Regions from separate parts of the Bicyclus anynana genome. Here region 2 is linked to region 1. The links are chromatin contacts, called in public Hi-C maps. All regions are on one chromosome and are shown on one strand. Each heading gives the region's core, a stretch centred on a gene start, on an enhancer-like site or on the middle of the called end of the contact. The rest is flanking DNA. Distances are from core to core; before and after follow the strand shown.

Region 1 (3,195 bases), core at 580-3,079:
ATTATACAGCAATATAGCGAACGTACTAGAGCAATGTGTCCGATTCTCGAATGTCGGCAAATTGATGATCTGTCAAGCACATTAAAGGAAGGACGTTGGCACCGCACGCCGTTGGAGCGATCAATAGGATAAATTGTCACGTCGCTTCGGTTACATGCGGTGTGGACAGGCACGAAATACGAGTGTGCCTGATCACGCCAACCTGACAGATTTCGTAACATTATCAACAGAGACATAATGACTTATTCATTAGAATTTTAGAAAGGCAGAGGCTCCAGTATTATGACAGGGTCTATTTTATCTATTACATATTCCATCAGTTTTAAACGTAAGCGTAGATCATTGTGTATAAATTATGACGAACGCAATCGGAAGTTCTTGTAATGTGCGAAACTACAATAACAGGTCTAATAGTAATATCATCCTCATCAATACGAAAAGGATGTTACTACCACTAATTTTAGTTATTGATTTCAACTGAACTCTATCATTAGATTAGTATGTTTTGTGCTATTTGAAACTCACTTACAATAAATATTTTTTTTAAGAAGTACGGCAGCATATCAAAATGGAGGACGAAGGTAAGTTGGCACTTGGCAGTGACTTTGACCGACCGTCGTGTCGTCGCCGTGTCTGCCTGCCCACCGAACGCAAGACAATGGCAAGGTCATGTCGACTCTTTCGACGAGTCTTGACACTGGTTTCCGCGTTTTTTACATACTCATACCTAATTTACAAAGGACACAATTTGGACATAATACCTAGATATCCGTTTACATCGTACATTATTTTGTGTCTCAACATGGCGTGCGAAGTTAACGCCTTGCCTCAAATATATATATAAATATATTCTCTATAACAGTTCCTATTTATTGAAAGGAAGGTATACCTAGTGGGATCATCAAATGGCAATGAGAATCATTATTTATATTAAGTACTAGCTGACGCGGAGCGGTTTCACCCGCGTGGTTTCCGTTCCCGTAGGAATATGGGAATAATATATAGCCTAACCAACAAACAAACAAACAAACTCTTCAGCTTTATAATATTAGTATAGATAATTTACAGGCCGGAAAAAAAAACTAGTAGAAGATAGTTATGGAACAATCTAGGAAAAGGACCTTAAACAAATAATAATATTTGTGTTATGAAAACTATAACTAATAACTAAAAAATATACCAACATTGTATCTATTCTTAATATCGTGGAGTTATCTTTCCTGCTTTATTACAACAGGTACATCAGTACGGTAAAAACCACCTCACACATTTGTTTAATTAAATCAAGAACGCAAAAGAGATGAAGTTATAGGAAAATTCAGTGTCATATTATAAAATGCATGTTTTAAAAATACAATTTAATAAATCTATATTAAAAACGTGTTTAAAGACAAAGCAATGTGCCAAGAATCTGAATAAGAAAAGATCATCCAACTGCACACGGGAAAATTTTAAATTGACATATACAATTTAGAGACAGAATATTGAGGAGAAAGCTAATATAGATGAGCTTGTACTTGACTTGATGATGATTATAGTGTGGTAAACAAGCGGCATGCGGCATAAGAAGCTAGTTATGAAATAAGACGTCCATCGTTTGATAGCGACACATTGTTCTACAGCATATGCAGTCGCAAAAACAATGTTCAACAAACATGCCTCAAGAGTTGTTTGCACTGCGTCACAATGAGTGTTTTGCCAGTTTACCCAAGTGTCCAATGCTCGATTGTTTGCGAGAAATGTCTCCTCGAAAACAAGTATAGTGTAATGATAATGTACATTATACGTCCTCCACTTGAAATTAATTGTACTTCAAAACCTGCTATCTGCGAATGTAGTGTGCCTAACCTGATGTACGTACTCGGTACTGTAAATAAATTAATCCCTTTCGAAATGAAGTCTGACGCCAGTAAATTTTATTGTTCGTTACTCATAAATATACTAGGTCGGTACACAATAAAATTATCTAACATAGTTATTTTTAAAGATTCAACTTTAAAGCAATATCTTTCATAATCTAATACATTTTACTGAGAAATGATGCATGCATGATGAGGATATGCATCCTGTCGAATTAAATTAAAGATTCTTTGACCAATGTCTATAATAGATAGGTACACCGTAAATATACAGGTCAAAATAAAACAAGTTGGAAAAGTTTGGCGACGCCGGATAGCGTCCAAATTTCTCATTTTGCATTTCTGCCAAATTGCATTTTTAAGCTTTGACCTTTGCTTTGGCACACGATTTCTGTGAAATGGAAACAACGCTATTGCGTAGTCGTTTACTATATCGCTCTTGCTAACTACCACATAAAGCATGAAGTGTTTATTCTCCTACAACCTACAAGTTATGTAACTTCTTTGTTTTTACTAAATCTAACGAGTATATCTCCGTTAGTTGTTTTAATAAAACCATCAGAAATTCGCCTTCAATTTAAACCTAAAATATTGTAACAGCATTTTTTGTGCCCAGAACAAATAAAACATCTAAAAGTACATTTTTCGCGGAAATGTTGCTGGCTTGAGTAACGAGCAAAAAACTTAATGAACAGTTTCCTAAAGTAGAAACAACTTGATGAAAAACAAACGAGTTTTACATTTTTATTTCATAATTTCTAAATTGAATCTGGCTTGTTTTACGGTTGCGGCTACTTTCTACCCTTGGTCTCAGTAACGAGCTTATATAGTTTATTCTATGAAACTCTACCACTGTTTTTATCTGCCACCAAGAAACACTGGTGGGTTCCGTTCCGGTATAAAGGGACGGTGTAATTACAGGCACATGATAGATGAGACTTAACTGACTGGAGCAGGCCAATGGATCAACCCTATGCGAATTATTGTTCTGTTATAAGCAATAGCTTATAACAAGCCTGTCTATCTAATAAGATAGACAGGCTTGTTCCGTCAATAAAACAGCAACTTCGGCGAACAGCTTCAAATATAAAGGTCTGTGATAAATAGATAACACAATTAAATTCGTGACAGATTACTGCACTGACACCCACAGGATGCGCAGTGGTGATAATGGTAATGATATCGCACTCCGAGCATGCTGCGCTCACGGCGACGCTATCAGCCACGTTGGGCAACCCGCTGATAAAAACTATCCGGGTCAAGTTCTTGTGGGTCGGGCCACTTTCAGAATTTGTCAGCCACTGATCTAAAATAGCGGTTTACGCGGTACACGCTG
Region 2 (3,186 bases), core at 569-3,068, 55 kb before region 1:
AAAGTTACAAAACACACTTTGGTCCGAGAAGAGAACAAACTGGACCAGATAAAAAAGTATAAGTACGTTTTAACTGTTCAAGTTAAGATTTCAATAGTTATCATTAAAATTCAGTACAATATTTGAAACAAAACAAATTACAAATAATTACTTATTAGGAAACCTAAAAGTTTTATTGAGTCCTATTTATTTACTTAGATGACAATCACTGCTGTAGGTACAGTTTATACTTAGGAGTTTATCTGATGTATGGTTGAGAAGTAAATTGGTATTGCAGTAACTTTAAGTGCTTTATAATCAGACTGCAGATCTGATAATGTTACTCCAATATAAGCAGTCGTACCCACACAAATAAAAGATCGAAATTGGACAGATTATAAATCATCGAAGGTCATTATGAAACCCTACAAAAAGCACATTAACCAATAAGTAGCGAGTAACATTGGGGCTATTCAAGGTCGGCTTAGCTAATAGGTAAACAGTATCGCTTTACATTGTCCACTGAAAGCTGATGGGACATAGCCATCTGATTGAACTACAGTTCTGGTACAATGTACGAGTAACAAACAACGTGGTATTAATGACTGATATCGCTACTACCTACGGCAAATTTTAAATTTCCCTTATAATTAATTAAGAAAGTCGCAATATACGTATAGGTAAATCCAATTTATTTAAATAAAATAAATTAAGATGATTTTCCTGTATTAATAATAAACTAGCAATTTATTATGACTATATTCTCTGTCCATCAAATGTCCATTTATGGTAATACATTATGCAAAATGACAATCACTCAATACGCGGGTTACGCGGGTAAAGTGCCGAGCATTAAACATGATTATGTCTCACTAATTCATGGTGGAACGTGGATTATGCCATTAGCAGATTAATTGACTGATTGGATGCTGATTTATCTCAGTACAAAATTTATTCCAAATAAAATATTTCACTTATTGCAAATGCGCTTTATGGAATATTCAAATGGACTTATTATTTTATATTGTAGGACGAATGGGGATGATGACTGGGTTTGAATATATTGATTTTTATGATACATTTGGGTAAATAAGGTCAATGTTAACTAATTTATACATAAAAAGCAAAGATATATATTTGCAAAATAAATAAGATTATAAAATTTCAAAATCTACTAAAAATATTTTATCGTAATTAGATGAAAATTCATACAGTTTTAGCTTTCTTACATTAAATGTGACATTTTTACATACACTACACTATAAACATAAACGCAGAAATAACAAAGATATTAGTTATTTTGTTTAAACACCCATACAAATCTAACGATCATTAATTGCCTACGATGTCATAAGTTCGTACCATTTTGTATGGGGCGTTATCAGGGATCCGCGGCAGCGCCGCAAATCTGACCCTTTAAATCCCTGTAGCTCCGAAAGTAATGATCGCAGATACCTTGTTACTTTTACAAAATTGCTCTACTATTAGCGTATTCTTAATTTATATGAAATTTAAAAAACTCTCATCATCCCTATTCAACTGTTTCAAAACCCTGCATCAGTGACTGAATTTTAAATTAAAATGTAAACGGCTTCGAATGAAATGACTAAAGGACTTACTAGGTACACTAGAAAAAATGAAACTTTGGTTTGCTTTGATTTGGTACTAGATGTTTGAACGTCACTTTATCATCTCTCGTTTCGATAATGCTCCGCGATCTGTATCGAAACGAAAATCGATCCGACTTTCGTAACGTTTCGCAAGTATTGGTCAGTAAGCCGATCCGCCGCTGCGGTGTGATCGGATCCGCCTCAGGTTCTGTCGCCGAGTCTCGCCGGCGGTCTGCTACACGCGTCTCGCATTCCCCGGCACCGCAACACACGCGCTCATTATATTCACGTCTACTCCATCAAATCGTCATGCTATTGTTTTTAATTACCACGTCTTTTATTGAGATTTATTCAAATCAATAAACAGCGTCGCCAGTCCAGAAGTTAGCCTGTGTGGATTTTTACTAAGGCTCCTTCCTGGGTTTGGCTATAAAATATTAAGACTTTCCGACTTCCAAGAAATTCTCGGTAGCAGTCCGGAGTTAACGGTGTTACACTCCCGTGTCTTAGAGAGAACGTTAAGCTATCTGCTTATGTTGATATAATATCTGATAGTGATAGTGTGGGTAAAGTAAAGGAATATGATTCCATGAGTAACGGTGATTGAAAATATTAGCTTAATCTCCAACAATAGCAAGTCTTAATGATTACAATACACAGAAGTTGTGCAACCGTATAGGTGATGCTTAGCACCGTCCGTGGGCAGACAAAGCTGGAGGCATCATCAGTGAGTCAGTGAGTCAGCCGAGCCCACGCAGCCTCAAGGTCGATTCGCGTCACGCATCACTGTGCTGAAATTATAGATGAGGAAATCTTATATGCTATTTACGTACAATTTATCATTAACTCTCAATAATATATGGTTTACTCGAAAAATCTTTTATTTTTCAACTTCATTTTATAGACTGGTTGACTACAATCTCATCTCGTGTTAAGTGACGATGCAATCTAAGATGATTGATGTCTACCTTTAGCTGGTTTGATATGACATCATCCAGAAACGCTGAATTGCTGCAGTCGAATACCAGATCATATCCTAACCAATTTAGAATACACTAGCGGACGCCCGCGACTTCGTCCGCGTAAATTTCGATGTCAACTTTACTACTACCCCTACCCTACCCTACCCCTACCCTACCACTACCCCAACCCTACCCTACCCAACCCCTACATCTACCCTACCCCTACACTACCCTACCCTACCCCTACCCCCACACTACCCCTACCCTACCCCCATCCTACCCCTACCCTCCCAGTACCCTATCCCTTTCCTATCCTACCCGTACCCCTATCTCACGCCTATCCTACCACTACTCTACCACTTAACTATCCTACCCGTACCTCTACCCCACCACTACCCTACCTCTACCCCTACCCTACTACTACCCTAAACCCGGCCCTAAACCTACTCTACCCCTACACTACCCCTACGCTTCCCTACCCGTACCCTACCCTACCCTGTAACTTCTCTATCTTACTCATTACCCTTAGCAAAATCGGTCCAGTCCTTCGAGAGTGGTGGTATGACCAAGAGAAATAGAGACTTCTATGCTAATAATATAAAGAGGTAAAGTTCGTGTGGTTGTAGGAGGTAATC

The links. A called contact is a pair of places that touch in the nucleus more often than the background predicts.
Region 2: a Hi-C map of whole larva shows a contact between it and region 1, with 2.5 times the contacts expected there. The contact joins two enhancer-like sites. A contact is called at or near these places in 2 of 2 Hi-C or Micro-C datasets (whole body and whole larva).

The regions. Positions count from the first base shown.
Region 1 is chr4:18,793,940-18,797,134 of ilBicAnyn1.1, reverse strand. All of the region lies in intron 1 of LOC112049170, which reads right to left. Among protein-coding and RNA genes, the nearest start is that of LOC112049170, 8.6 kb to the right of the region's middle. Within about 2 kb of position 1,829, at least 7 of the 8 cell types and tissues checked have open chromatin away from gene starts, as enhancers often do.
Region 2 is chr4:18,848,868-18,852,053 of ilBicAnyn1.1, reverse strand. The region is part of intron 3 of LOC112049170; the gene reads right to left. Among protein-coding and RNA genes, the nearest start is that of LOC112049171, 40 kb to the left of the region's middle. Within about 2 kb of position 1,818, at least 7 of the 8 cell types and tissues checked have open chromatin away from gene starts, as enhancers often do.